2 separate regions of the Mus musculus genome follow, and region 2 is linked to region 1. Evidence: chromatin contacts called from public Micro-C data. All regions are on one chromosome and are shown on one strand. Each heading gives the region's core, a stretch centred on a gene start, on an enhancer-like site or on the middle of the called end of the contact. The rest is flanking DNA. Distances are from core to core; before and after follow the strand shown.

The links. A called contact is a pair of places that touch in the nucleus more often than the background predicts.
Region 2: a contact with region 1 is called in a Micro-C map of embryonic stem cells, with 3 times the contacts expected there. The contact joins the promoter of Otud1 here to the promoter of Msrb2 in region 1. A contact is called at or near these places in 1 of 39 promoter capture datasets (liver), 1 of 484 Hi-C or Micro-C datasets (embryonic stem cells) and 1 of 115 datasets of contacts at active chromatin or transcription factors (memory CD8 T cells).

Annotation. Positions count from the first base shown.
Region 1 is chr2:19,367,185-19,374,598 of GRCm38.p6, reverse strand. It overlaps Msrb2 (methionine sulfoxide reductase B2), which reads right to left and starts at 2,963. Exons shown (of 5, transcript NM_029619.2): 1 at 2,820-2,963. The coding sequence starts at 2,916.
Region 2 is chr2:19,655,891-19,663,067 of GRCm38.p6, reverse strand. It overlaps Otud1 (OTU domain containing 1), which reads right to left and starts at 5,337. Exons shown (of 1, transcript NM_027715.2): 1 at 1,789-5,337. The coding sequence starts at 5,006. The coding sequence ends at 3,642. It overlaps Gm3230 (predicted gene 3230), which reads left to right and starts at 5,171. Exons shown (of 1, transcript NR_033642.1): 1 at 5,171-7,177.

The DNA.
Region 1 (7,414 bases), core at 1,714-4,213:
CGTTCTAACTCCCCGTCTCCCTGGATGGAACCATTCATAGATGCCAATTATACCTGGTGGGTTGGTGATGCTGTTGAATTCAGCTCTTGCCATCGCTGTCTGTCTGCCTGCCTGCTGATATCTCCACTTCTAACAGAGGATGTTAAATCTCCCAGCATTTGCTCTCAGGTCACAATTTGACACTATGCTGTTAAGTTCATACACATTAAAGACGGTCATATCTTCTTGAAGAACGGATTTCTTTATCACTGTGAAGTACTACAATTCTCTTTTTATCCCTGACAGCTCTACTCTGATGTCTGCTTTATCTTAAATTAACAGAGCTGATTCTGCCTTTGTGTTTTGTTTTGGGAAGCCTCCCTATACAGTCACAGTGGGCCCGGAACTCACTATAGAGCCCAAGTTGGCCTTGAGACCCAGGGATTACAGGCAGACATCAGCAAGTGCTGTTTCTCTCTCTCTCTTTTTTGTTAAACACCAACATGACTTATCATTCTCCTCCCAGTTACTTTACATTATGCGTGTCCTTATCTTCAAAGTAGATTAGGTCATGAGAAGCAAGGATCTTATTATGTTAATTTTAAATGTATTTATTTTTATTCATTTATTATTTATGTTGCTGTGCACACGTCTTTGGGAATGTATGTCATGTGTGTGGTTGCCAGGGAAGGCCAGAAGAGGGCAGTAGCTCCCCTGCAACTGGAGTTTCAAATGGATGTGAGCCCCCTGATGCGCGTGTCTACACCTGAACTCAGGTCCTCTGCAAAAGCAAAACTTGCACTTAACTGCTGAACAGCCACGTCAGCTCCCTCAATTAGCGTCTTAGTAAAGATATTGGAAAAGCAGAAGGTGTAATTCAGTAGAGTGTGATCGCCCTGTGTATGCCAGCTTCTAGGCTTTATCTTCATACCAGAGGCAGGGTCAGGAGAGACAGTGGAGAGGAACTGTGAGCTTCTGTCTCCACTGCACTTGCACTGCAGAAAGCCCATGTGAACACACACAGGACAGGGGACCCAGATGGTGGGTCTCCATTGGAACCAAAGCTATCTGCTTGATATTTGATCTATCAGCCTCTCACATGGTGAGAAACACATGCCGTTTATGCCCACTGCTTAGCATTTGTTATGGATGCTCATGCTCACACATGCCAGTAAAGTTCTGTGGGGGAGCTAGGATCCGAACTCATGCCCACTGACAATCGAGATCTTAACCACAGAACCATCCCCTGCTTCTGTTCTTATTCTCCTTGTAAGACTTACTTTACTTGTATGGGTATTTTACCTGCATCACGTATATACCTGTGCACCATGTGCATGCCTGGTGCCATGGATCCCCTGGAACTAGAGTGAGTTATAAGCTGCCATGTGAAGAGTTTTTGCTACCATAGGTTTTTTGTTATTCCAGATGAATTTGCAGATTGCCCTTTCTAATTCGTTGAAGAATTGAGTTGGAATTTTGATGGGGATTGCATTGAATCTGTAGATTGCTTTTGGCAAGATAGCCATTTTTACTATATTGACCCTGCCGATCCATGAGCATGGGAGATCTTTCCATCTTCTGAGATCTTCTTTAATTTCTTTCTTCAGAGACTTGAAGTTCTTTTTATACAGATCTTTCACTTCCTTAGTTAGAGTCACGCCAAGGTATTTTATATGATTTGTGACTATTGTGAAGGGTGTTGTTTCCCTAATTTCTTTCTCAGCCTGTTTATCCTTTGTGTAGAGAAAGGCCATTGACTTGTTTGAGTTAATTTTATATCCAGCTACTTCATTGAAGCTGTTTATCAGGTTTAGGAGTTCTCTGGTGGAATTTTTAGGGTCACTTATATATACTATCATATCATCTGCAAAAAAGTGATATTTTGACTTCTTCCTTTCCAATTTGTATCCCCCTTATCTCCTTTTGTTGTCTAATTGCTGTGGCTAGGACTTCAAGTACAATGTTGAATAGGTAGGGAGAAAGTGGGCAGCCTTGTCTAGTCCCTGATTTTAGTGGGAATGCTTCCAGTTTCTCACCATTTACTTTGATGTTGACTACTGGTTTGCTGTAGATTGCTTTTATCATGTTTAGGTATGGGCCTTGAATTCCTGATCTTTCCAAGACTTTTCCTAAGCAGCATAAGATATAAAACTGGGTTGGAAAGGAGGTCAGGAGAGCAGCTGCCCAGTGCTAAACCACAGGGCCACGAAATTACAGAGAATTACACCTGGGACTCCTCAAAGACTCCTACTCCTCCCAGGGAAGATGCAAAAGTGTCCGGATTCACAAATGAGGGCAAAAAGCACTTACCATTCCACCCCATCCTGTCTCTTAGCCACTAACAACCTGTTGGAACACGAGAATAATTCACCCACACATCTCAAAACCTAGAGTCACACAAAACCAAGATAGTGTTGCAGCAGCACCCGTGATGGTGCAGTGGGCCAGTCTCACAGGACAGGAGGCAACTAGCAGTCCTCCCGAAGGAAGTGGGGGGGGGGGGGGGGAGGGCAAGGATTAACTCCCGCCCAGGAGAGGGCGCACAAGGTACGGCTGTTGACCGCCACTGGGTCCCTGACAACACCATGGCTCCTAACACGACTTTGTACACCAAAATGTAACATATAAACGAACTGTATGCAAGCATAGGAGAAGATTCGATCCTCTCCGGCATCAGTGCTCCCCCAGCACACCAAGTTTACCAAACGCGTTGCTCTGCTCCGCAACTCAGGCAGCGGGCCGCTGGGACCAGTCTCTCAGGACCTCACAGGAGGCCGCCCAGGGTCAGCCAGGACTGTGAAACCGAAAGCCACGAGAGACGGCAGCGATTGAGGACCTACCTGTGTCCTTGCTTCCCGATCCCGCGCAACCCCGAGCCAGCCGTCCAGGCGCCTGCAGCAAAGGCAGACCCCGCAGCGCTCGCAGCAGTCGCGCCATGACGCTGCCACCAACGGGTTTCCTCCCAAGCCTACCCAACCCCCACCCTCCGCCGGATCCCTCCCCTCTGCCCAGGTCTCTTCCCCTCCTCCAGGCTCTCCTTTTCTTCTGGTGCTCCACCCTACCCCCACCACTTAACTTATCCTCTTGCTCCTCTTGACCTTGATCTTCGCGGAGTGTGTGGAATATCCCGGGACTCCACTGCCTCCTCCTCCCGCAGTACCTTACTCCGATTGGAATCATGACTAGTCTAAAACTTGCTGTGTTTCAGTTTGTTTAGGTTTTCCAGAAGTCATACTAATTGCAGTTGGTTATTTCTGGCTTCCCTTACTCAACATAATTATCTGGACATTGCTGCTTGGTTTTTTGCGTTACATTATGCACAAATCTTTTTTTTGTTGTTGTTGTTGTTCTGAATAATATTCCATTATACTAAACTGTTACTCATTAGTTTAGGCTGTTCTAATTTTTGCACATCAAAAACAAAGCTGCCAGGAGCGTTCCTGTACATGCCTTTTTTTTGGATACCTGGAAGAGGAATAGCCAGGTCTCAAGGGCAACGGCTGCTTCACTAGCAATGTATGAAAGCTCCTGTCATCATCCCCTTCCTACACTTGATTACTCAGGCCTGTTTTTTTGTTGTTGGTTGGTTGGTTGGGTTTTTTGTTCGTTCGTTTGTTTTGCTTCGGTTTTTGAGATCTAATCTCTCTATGTTGTCCAAGCGTCCTCAAACTTGGAATCTTCCTGCCTCGGGACTGAGTTTATAGACATGCATCACTACAAAGTTAGACTTAAACTTCTTACAGTAATAGGCTTCTCTTGTGTTATCTTTCAGTAACTGACAATTAGCCATTGCTAAATCATACATGGTTTTGCCCATTTATTATTAGATTTACTTGTTGTGGATTTTTTTCAAGGTTCTTCCATATATTCTCTGGGCACAAAGCCATTATCAAATCGTTTCCTCACAAATTTCCCTTCCCGAGACTGTGGGCTGTGTTTTTCTGTTTCCTAATTGTGTCTTGGGATGGGAAGTTTTACATTTTGTTAAACTTCATTTTATCGGTTTGATGGTTTGTTTTTGTTTTTTATAGTTTGTGGCGGCTTAGGGGTAACATATTTAACAAATGGAGCTAGTCCAATATTACAAAATATTTTATGTGTTTTCTTCTGCTAATTTTATAGTTTTAAGTTTTACATTTAGGTCTATTATCTATCTGAGTTAATTTTTATTTATTTATTCATTTTTTAAAATAAGGTAATTTTTTTTTTTTTGTTCTCTACTGCCTGCATTTGAGTTCTTGTCAAAATCAGTGTATGGCTGAGAATGCAGCTCTGTAGTAGAGCAATGGCTAGCATTCACGGCCTCAGGGTCGCACACACCCACTGGGGAGAAACCCCAGGTTGGTTGGTTGGTTGGTTGGTTCGTTTGTTTGTTTTTATCAATACAGGGATCTGTTTCTGGACTTTCTGTTCTTTCCGATTAATCAACATGTCAGTGAGTATACAGAGTACTGTAACATCTGCATCCCTGGAGGTGGAGTCAGCTAGTATTTGCAGATCTCTGCAGATCTTCACACTCCCAGAAAACAGAGGGAAGCCTTCCTGGATCCTTCCCTCTCCCTGTTTCCTCTATCCACTGCTTTGAGAACTTTCATCTCATCCTGGCACAGGGCTTTCTGCCCCCACTCCCATGCCCACCTATCAAGAAAGATCATGGGATGGGATGGAGAGATGGCTCATCAGTCAAGAGTACTGAATGCTCTTCCAAAGGTCCTGAGTTCAAATCCCAGCAACCACATGGTGCTTCACGACCATCTGTAATGAGATCTGACACCCTCTTGTGGTGTGTCTGAAGACAGCTACAATGTTCTCATATACATAATATAAATAGGTTTTTTAAAAGAACACAAAAACGCAAAGAAATATTCTTGAGCCGGGTGGTGTACTTACATATAATAATAAATAGAGAGAGAGAGAGAGAGAGAGAGATATCATGGGCCAATCTTCGAATTCCTGGCCATAAGGCTTTAACCTGATAAAACCCACTTAACAGTTTACTCTTGATTTTATATACTCCATGGTTTAGTCTCTGAAATGCCCGACCAACCACACTCTTCCTGGTCTATTTAAAAGAGGTCTTTCAGTTCCTGGTTTACTTATAGAGATCTCTCAGTTTTTTGGAGAGTCACAGTGTGCTCACTCTCTTGCTCTTGGTGATCACATGACGTCTCTCTGGAAAACGACAAAAGCAAACACCACTGGAAGACTGCTAGGAAAACCAGTCAGAGACTCTGCACCAGCTGTTTTTGCCTTTCCTTTCCACTTGGGAATAAGTTGTGATGGCTGAAGCACTGGCAGTTTTCTGGTATGCATGAAGATAAGATTTGCACCCTGGTGCTGAGCAGGAGATGCATGGAGCCTGGGTGTCAGGGATGCAAGGCAATAGTCAAGCCCTGAGTTGTACCCCTATGGTAAGAGAGACAAACACATTCATGTGTTGTTTAAACTGTGGTTGTGTTTTTGTGAGGATGATACAATACTCAGCTGGTCCTCTATTGGTTGTGAGAAACTTCAATAAAGGCTAAGCTCTACAGCATCATCTCTGTGTATCTCCCACAGTTCTCTGCAAGCTATACACACAAGGGGAGGAGGGGGGAGAAAGTAATGCTAAATAAGTCCCTAAAAGAAAAAGATGGAGGATCTACCAAAATGATCATTGAATCTACAGAGGAATAAGAGGGACTGACCACTAAAGTGGATACCAGGGCAAAAGTCAATAGACTTTTTGCTACTTAAAACTATTTGGAAAGAAGGAATGAGCAAGGTCACCTCTGAGCCATTCTCTTCCTCCAGGACGCGTAATCTCTTTTCATCTATTGAGAGTCCAATATTGATGATCAGACTGTTCCCTCTGAAATCTAGAGATTTCCTGGAAACTCTCCTTCTGGGCCAACTCTCATATCTGTGAAGGGTATGAACGAATGGCTTAGTAGAAAAGGGGTAGCCCGGCACAGGTGCTAGCTTCTGTTTTCAGCTACTTGCCATGGATGGTACAGATATTTGGACAAGTCAGCCTTTGGGCTTGGATCAGACAACTGAAAATATACCAGTGAAGAGAGGAAGTAGATGTCACACACCGTTCAAGTTCTTTTATGTCTATTCTTATACAGTTTTTGGTAACAAACATAAAAATATGCTCTTCTGGTGAACAAAGACCTGAAATACTGACAGTTAAAGTCATGTTAAGGTTTTCTACATATACATACATCAGCCACACATCCATTAAAGCACAAAAAAGTACTCATCCCAAATTGGAAAAATCAATAGGCTAATAAGAGCCCTACAGTACACATGACAGATAAACATTTAGTATTATGCATATAAGACAAGATAATATCTGGGTGGGCCACAGTCAGGCCACACTGGACAGATGGCTTCAAAGATGTGAGCAGATGGTTTGCACCAGAGAAAATATAAATAGTGAACAAATCCTTGGAAAAATGTTTAACTTCCATAATCATTACAGAATTTTTAATTAAAATATCTCCATGTATTTCCTCACATGTATCAAATAATGATAGATTTTTTTTTAAAGAACCCATTGCTAGCAAAGCTTGGGGTCTGAGTTGTATTCATACATTTCCTGTAAAAAGAGTGGCACCTTTCTTTCTGAAAAGAAACATATGTAGACTATAGAACTCATTATATTCCTCATTTTGCAACATTAGTTTAAAGGCACAGATCCTCGGGGAAGCCGTGATATGAAGGGGAACATTATTTTTACAGAAGGATTTACAGTTATGCTTTTCATAATGGCCAATTAATTTTTAAAACTCATCAGCAGACAATGACTAAGCAAATCTTGACATGATAATTTAGTGAAAAAGTATATAGCTCCTAAAATGCCAAAAGTGAAGATGACTTGGGTTTATGGAAAATGATGTCAAAAGGAAGCAAACAGGACAGAAAATAGTTCCATGACAACATAGAAAACATGCGTAATGAGAGTTACCTGCTCAGGAATAAACGCATGCAAGATGCTAGTACTGTTTGATGAGAGAGGACAATTTTATTAAATGATTTCTCAGGCTTCAGATTTGTTATAGATAAATTATGAAACAGAGGCATGCATAAAATATTCTTGAAAAAAAGATTATTAACATATTTTTATTTTTATTTTCATGTGGTGTGTGTGTGTGTGTCCGCGCGCGCATGCACGTAAAGACTCTTGGCTTATATAGAGAATCTTTCTCAGTTGTTTACCGCTTTTTGAGGCAGACTCTCTCAATCAAACTCAGAGGTCCACCTACACAAGGCTCACTAGGCGGTTTGCTCCCGGATCCCTGACTCCACCTTCCATGCCTGGAATTGAAGTGAGCTGCTCAAGCAGCACTCAAGACCTTAACATGGCTTTAGGAATCCGATTTCAGTCCTCTACTGAGTCAGCCTTGTCTGAGGCATGCGCCATTTTCTCACCCCTTCAGGTGGGCTTCTC
Region 2 (7,177 bases), core at 4,088-6,587, 290 kb before region 1:
GTGTGTGTGTGTGTGTGTGTGTGTGTAATGAAAGCTCCCCAGGCACGTTATCTGCAGTGATTTAACAACCAATCTCATTAAATACACTAAAACAGGTAAATTTTATCTCTGAGAAAACATCTGAGCAGAAAATGAACAAAAGATTCAGATACTATGCTTCTCTGAAAATGCTGAATTCCCTGCTGTCTCAGATTTCAGGCAGTAGTCAAATGCACATTAATAATTATTTTATCGGGCTGCAGAAATGGTTAAGCAGTTAAAAGCACTGACTGCTCTTCCAGAGGTTCTGAGTTCAAATCTCAGCAACTACATGGTGACTCACAACCATCTGTAAAGAGATCTGATGCCCTCTCTGGTGTGTCTGAAGACAGCTACAGTGTACTCATATATAATAAGTAAGTAAATCTTTAAAAAATAATAATTTTATCATAGGGCTTTTGGTTTCTTTGGTTCTTCTGTGGTAGGGTCTGCCTATAGATCCCAGACTGACCTAAGACTTCCTATTTAGCAGAGACTGGCCTTCTGCTGCTTCAGCTTCCCAAGCAGAATTTACAGATTTATCATCACACCTAATCTTTAGCGTAGCTTTTAATCTATAAGCCACTTCAATAAAATATTCAAGTTAATAGTATGATTTTTCTCACTAATTTACCTGAAAACAATTGCTGGGTGTATTTAGATCTTATCCTTACCAGGATTTAGAGAGAAATAAATTCAAAAGAAACTTGATGTAATTCACAGCATCCGCTGTCTCCTTTACAAGGTTCTGGGTCTTGGCTGCTCTGCAAAAAGTAGCTGAAGGAATAAATGCTTAATAATCTGCTTGCTAAAATAAATGCAAAGAAGAATAAACCTTATTATCACCTATCTTTTCAGATGTCCATTTCCTGTGCTTAGTGATCCAAGCTTGCCACTACTGACACATAAAATTGGCACAGCAGTAGCAGAGAATACGAAATAGAAAGAAGTGAATACTGTATTTCCTTCTTCAAAGACAATAAAATAAGCACAAAGCCACACAGGACAAATGGGTACATAAGAAACTATTCAGACCAGACAACTAAAAACCATCTCATATTTCATCACACACACACACACACAAAAAAAAACCCACTGTGTGCACATAAGAAAGGTTCCTACCCACACCTCACATGAAAAACATCACTCTGACCCCAAAGATGTAGAAATATATGCATTGAACTAGCATTGCATTGGCTGAAGCTGACAACTGCCCTTGTGCCTTGTACTCTATCTCACTAGCATGTCATCTTAGAAGCTGTGTTAAAATCCTCACACTTTCCAGTGGAAACCTATGGCCAGGAATTCTGATTTGAAAACACAAGTAACCTATTCAGGTCAGTAAAAGGTTGAAGGATACTCTGAGGAACATTATCCACTCCACTTTCTGGTCTAGGTTCTCACCATCTCCAAAGTTCACAAAATAAATAAAGCAGTGGCTAGTCGCATAATTCAAATAGCATTTGTTCCTGACCACATTATGTAACCAGGGAGGACAAAACTTTACCGAAACCTCTAGAGATCCACAATTAACATTTAAATTTCTGATATTTTCTTTCCTTGATAAACAATGTAATCCTTCCAAGCATGTAGTTAACAGATTCCAGTGTCTACAACTGTGGTATCTAAGCAATCTACTGAGAATAAACCCAAATTAGCTATATTCTGCAAGATACCTCACACCCAACATTATATACACAGATTGGTGTGGTCTTTTAATCCAGTATTCACTTCTTTGTGTTGCTAGAAAAAAAAACACTTGAAACTGGGTTAAGTATAAAAGAAATTTATTCCCTTTTAGAGGCTGTGAAGTCCAAGAAACTGCCATGTTTGATAAAGGTCAGTTACTTACAGATTCCAGGCATCCATGAACTGCATAGGTCCAAAAAAGGCCTAAAGCTAAATCTTCCAGCCCTTTCATGGGGCTTATTTAAGAGGCCAGAGCCCTCAGGATTTAATCTCTTTCCAAATGCCCCACCTAGTGGGAATTGTGATTTCTGAAGGGGGCACATATATAACATAAAATGCATTTTAGAACTAAATCTGGTTAGCACATTTTAAAGTAGATTCTCATTGCCATGACAACCAGATTAGGTAAATTCTGGACACCACTTTGGCAACTCTTTAATACAGAAAAGTCTACCCCAAAAGAATGGGTCACAAAGTATAACATTTAATTAGACTTGGGCTGTCAAATTACACTCCCTTGTTCATTAGTCAATAGGCACAGATAAAATTTGATAGAATTATAATTAGAAATAATAAGAGCAATTTCTTTAGCCATTTCACCTTTCAATTATATTTCATTGAGACTTACCCTTTAATATGACTAGACTTCCCATTCATGTGAGAATTTGACAAACCTCTCAGGATTCTGGGACATATTTACACTTGAAAAAAATGTGTACATTTAAAAAAAGTTCTTAAGAGATTTGGCTACTTAAAAACCACTCTACCCAGAAAGATGTAAAAGTATACATTTTATTCATTCATTCCATCAGCTGAGAACTGCTACATTGTACAAATAATTATTGTACAAAAAAAATCACAAAATGTTACAAAATAAAAAAGTACAAACTGCATTACCTAATAAATACACTAAAAGTAGTTAAAGTGGCAACATGGATTTTTTTTTGATGGGGGGTGGGGTGGAAACACTGTTTGACCCAGCAAACCATACAAGTGGCTTACATTTTTACATAATACAAAGTGAATTCTATTTTGCCTTTTGGAAGAACTTTAAAACGACAGAATATTAAGACAAAAGCTTCCTGCTAAAAACAGTGTTGAAATCAAGAAGCTGTATAATGCAGGAGGCTGACCTTCTCACAAAAGTTCATAAAAGCCTTTCCTAAGTTGATGAATAAAACGAACACAATCGAGAACACCAATCTACTCTATAAACATAAGAGTACAGAATTATCATTCTGCCGTCAGCAAATAGCAGACTTCAAGTAAGGCCTGGTACTGTCATTAAAAAAAAAAAAATCGTCCCAAAGCTATCCCTTCCTTAACTTCTTCAAAATGAACCATTTCTTAAAAAAATAACATCTTCTCTCCCCCCCTCCCCAATAGGTTTTTTTCATCAAAATGGAATGGGCTAATCATCTGGTAACATAATGTGTCAATATCCATTTGAAATAATTAAGAATTGTGAAATATTCCAACAATAAACTAGTTACTAAATCACAAACTGAAATAAACTTCATAGAAAGCACTTCTCTGGATTCTGCTTAAAAGCCATTTCTCGAAATTGGAACAAGGCAATAGATGAAAGTACACCCATTTTTAAAAATGTGCAAAAATACATTTTTATAGAAAATAGACTACCAGGAATGAACAAATTCATACCGTGAGACATCAGCTTGCAAATTAAGTAGCACTCACTTTATACAGCAAATTTTAAATAGCAGTAGGCTCACCCAAAGCTATCAGGAAACATCATTCAGGTGCCCAGCAACCTGCGGCTCTGAGAGGACATTCAAAAACTGATTAAGGCATTACACCTAAAGTCAGTCTACTAGGAAAGTGAAAAGTGCCATTACCCTAATTAGAGTTCGTGTGGTTCTCCCAACACAACTGACACGCGCCATTTCCCCCAACTTGTCAGGTCCTCAGACTTTTCAAGAGCATGCATTTTGTTCAATATACATTTTGGACAGGGATATGGCCATGGACTTGGCAAGTTCTTCATCGCGTTTTTTCTGTATCTGGGTTTGCTTGCACCAATTGTCATACTCTGGGTTAGGATAGGAGTGGTCAAAAACAGCATCATAGTGTCCATTGCTGAGCCAACTGAGCCAAATACTGGGCCGTAGAGAATCCTCTGGGCCCAGATAGTGGATCATGGTAGACACGGTGGGGCTCTCCAGCCTCCCTCCAGTAGTTAAGTGTATATTCACATTCAGCATCTGCCCCATGGCCAGCAATTCGGGATATCCGGCCCACGCCCCATCTTGGGCAGCAGCGATAATAAACTCCCCCACGTCGCCCTCAATGAGTGGGCTGAAGTGGTCCAGGTGGTCCGCGATGTAGTGCACGGTCTGCTCCCTCAGCTCCCGGTGCAGGCTCTGGTCCCCGTACACAGTCTTGCTGACAGCTCGGTAGAGGCAGTTGCCGTCGGGGATGATGTGGAATCGGTACTTGTTTCTCTGCCTCAGGTACTTGTCCTGCCTCTCCACCTCGGCCAGGTACAGGGCTAGCTTCTCGTCCCTGGGATCCGCCCGGGACGTGCCTACGGCTTCGCCTTCGCCGTTCTGGGCCGGCTCGCCGCTGCTCCGAGCGGGTGCCGGAACCGGGTGAGCCTCGGCTTCGGGATCTTGCCGTCGGAGCGCGTCAGACCCGGAGGCGTCGCTGCGACCGCTCGCCCGGTCCCAACCCCGGGAACTGCGCTCCGCCCGGCGCTCTTCACCCCACGGGCCGGAGCCCGGGCCGGCGCCGGGCTCCGGGCCGACGGGGGCCGGTGCAGGGGCCCGGTGCTGGGAGGCTGCCAGGGCCTGGCGGTGCTCGCTCAGTCGGAAGTTCCTGTCCGGAGCGTCGCGGACGGCGTTCGGGGCCGCGGGCTCGTCGGGCCGGAGCAGCTCTTCCAGCAGCCAGGCAGAGGAACCGCGACGCGGCGGCGAGGGGGCTGAGGGTGGCGGCAGCAGGAGGCGCTCGGCGCCCAGGGCCCGCACGGCGATGTGCGCCGTGGACGTGAAGTGCGGCGGCAGCGGCGGCTTGCTGCACGCGCCCGGCGGGGCGGCGGCGGACCCGGACCGCTCGAAGCAGGCAGAGAAGGCGGGCATGGCAGCGGCGGCGGCGGCTTCGCGTGGTTCGGTGGCCGCGGCGGGTGGGCGCTCTCCGGTATCCGGCTCCGGGGCCGCGGCGGCGGGGCTGGCTGACTGCAAGGAGACCTTGAAGGCGGCGGCGGCGGTGGCAGGCGGGGCGGCGGCCGTGGGCCCCGGCGTGCCCGCAGGGTAATGGGTGCACACGCTGCTGTAGAGCTGCATGGCCGCGGCCGCCCGCGGCCCCTTATAGCTGCGAGCCCGGCTTGGAGACACACCCTCGGGCGCAGTGCCCCGGAGCCCGAGAATAGCGCTGAGCTCAGCGCCGCGGGCCGCCGCGTCAGGAGCCGCGAATAGCGCCCGGGCCGCGACCCAATTCGTGCTGCGCCACAGCGCGCGGGCGGTCCGAGGGCACCGGAGGGCGCGCGCTCGGCCGGGGACTCGGGCGTAGGACGCTGGCGCAGCTGTGCCCCGCGCCGGCCGCTGGGGACGGTTGGAGGAGCTGCCCGCTCAGACGAGCGCCGCCCGCCCGCAAGCAGGAGTGCAGCGCGCGGATGGTAGGAGGCGGGGCCGCGCTTGTTTACCTCAGGCCGCGCGGCCGCGTCACGTGGTCCCACAGGAATGCGCGCCCCATTCAAGCGGGGCGGCCCCGCCCTCCAGCGGAGACCTCATGGGCGTGGCCGGGGAGGGCGAGGCGGGGGCTGGACTACGGACATGCGCATTGAGTGCGCTCCCAACCTGACTACGGTTGCTGGCTGCCTGGTACCTGGGAAGCAGATCTGTGGGCTATGCGGCTGTCCTGCTGTGTGACGCTGTGGCGGGACCAGCGTTGCTGGGGCAAACAAATAGGTTGGAATAACGTTTTTCTAAAACACTTCCGGACTAGGGACTGAGCTCTACCTTCAGGGCCAATGGCATTCAACTTCTTGAGTCGTTTCCTCCAGTTAACGTGTTTGGGTCTGGTCTACACGGTCTTGCTGCCCCGCTAAGCAAAAATAGACGTTCCTGCACTGCTAACTTAAGTCACCTAGGAAATGCAAGGGCGAAAGGAAGGCTTTTCAACAGCCTTCCTTGGAATACCAAATAACATGCCGCCTTAAAGCCTTTTGAAAGTAGATCGCGACTGTTAAACTTTGAGGCAAGAGGCACACAACCTGTTTTCTGGAACAGCACAGCAAAATGAAATAACAGACTGAACTGTGCTTCCTCTGCAACGGAAAGCCAGAGTGTTATCAAATTGGTACCTACTTGCAGTAACAGTAGCTTTTGCCTTATTCTGAGTTTCAATCCAATTTTAAATTTAGTTTCCAGATATACAGATTGAATTGGAGACTACTTCTTGGTATGGAAAAACAGCCTGCAGGTTGTACTACCTGCGCGCCACCATTCTGCTTGGAACATAATTTATGCTTGTTACTAGGGTCTCTCGTTGGGGGTTCTTAGTCTCCTTAATCAAATAAATTTAAAATGTTCAAAAGGAAGCTCGGGGGGGGGGCAATTTTACTAGAGTTTGAGAGGGTAGGCAATCTGCTAATCTTGGCAGGTGGCCAGAGAAGGGAAGGGGGGGAAAAAAAAGAAAAAAAGAAAAAAAGAAAAAAAAGCCATGCCCTTTTAAGTTAGGACTGGAAAAGGCAGGCCAGCAGGTTCAGCAATGGAGTTTGGCCAGCGGTTGCTCAGGGAAGGGTTGGTGTAACCCGCCTATCAAGACTGGAATGGGTGTATACTAAACAGATATACTAACCCTGTTATTTACCCCATTGGGAAAAAAAAAAATGGACACCTCTCCCCCCACCCCCACCCCGCCTCCGTACACTGATAGGCACATATGCCTGCACACACATTAGAATTCCTCCTAGGGATCTATCTCCTGCTGGGAGGGAAAAAAAAAAAAAAACCGGCTGAATCCCTGGGGACATCCAGAGAAGAAACTTATCTTCTGGAAATGACCTTTCAGGAGAGATTTGGAGCTGAGAAAGGAATGGATTGGGGACCACATTTGCCAGTGTTTAGTTAGGCAGAGCTTTTGTTTTGTATTTGAACCTCATCCTCAGGAAACCCAACTCCAAGGCAGAATTTGTGGATTAGTAAGATCTCTGTGTCCCACTTTCCGATGTGGCCACATTGAATAAATCTCCTTTTCTTTTTCTTGTGGCTTTCTTTTCCTTCATTAATTTGGCACTTTTAGCTGCCTTACTGAAGAAGGATGGCCGAACTTGAGTTGGAACACAGTTTGTAACCCATAATTCTAGTAATAGTAGCTTTAGAGAAAAGTAAAACGGCACAGAATGTCCATAAAAGCATGCCTGGTATCTTCAAGCAAACAATGCAAAAGAGGAAATGACCCTTTTCTGAATGAGAGCTCAGAAGAGAAGGCAGGCCAGACCACAGGGCTGTTT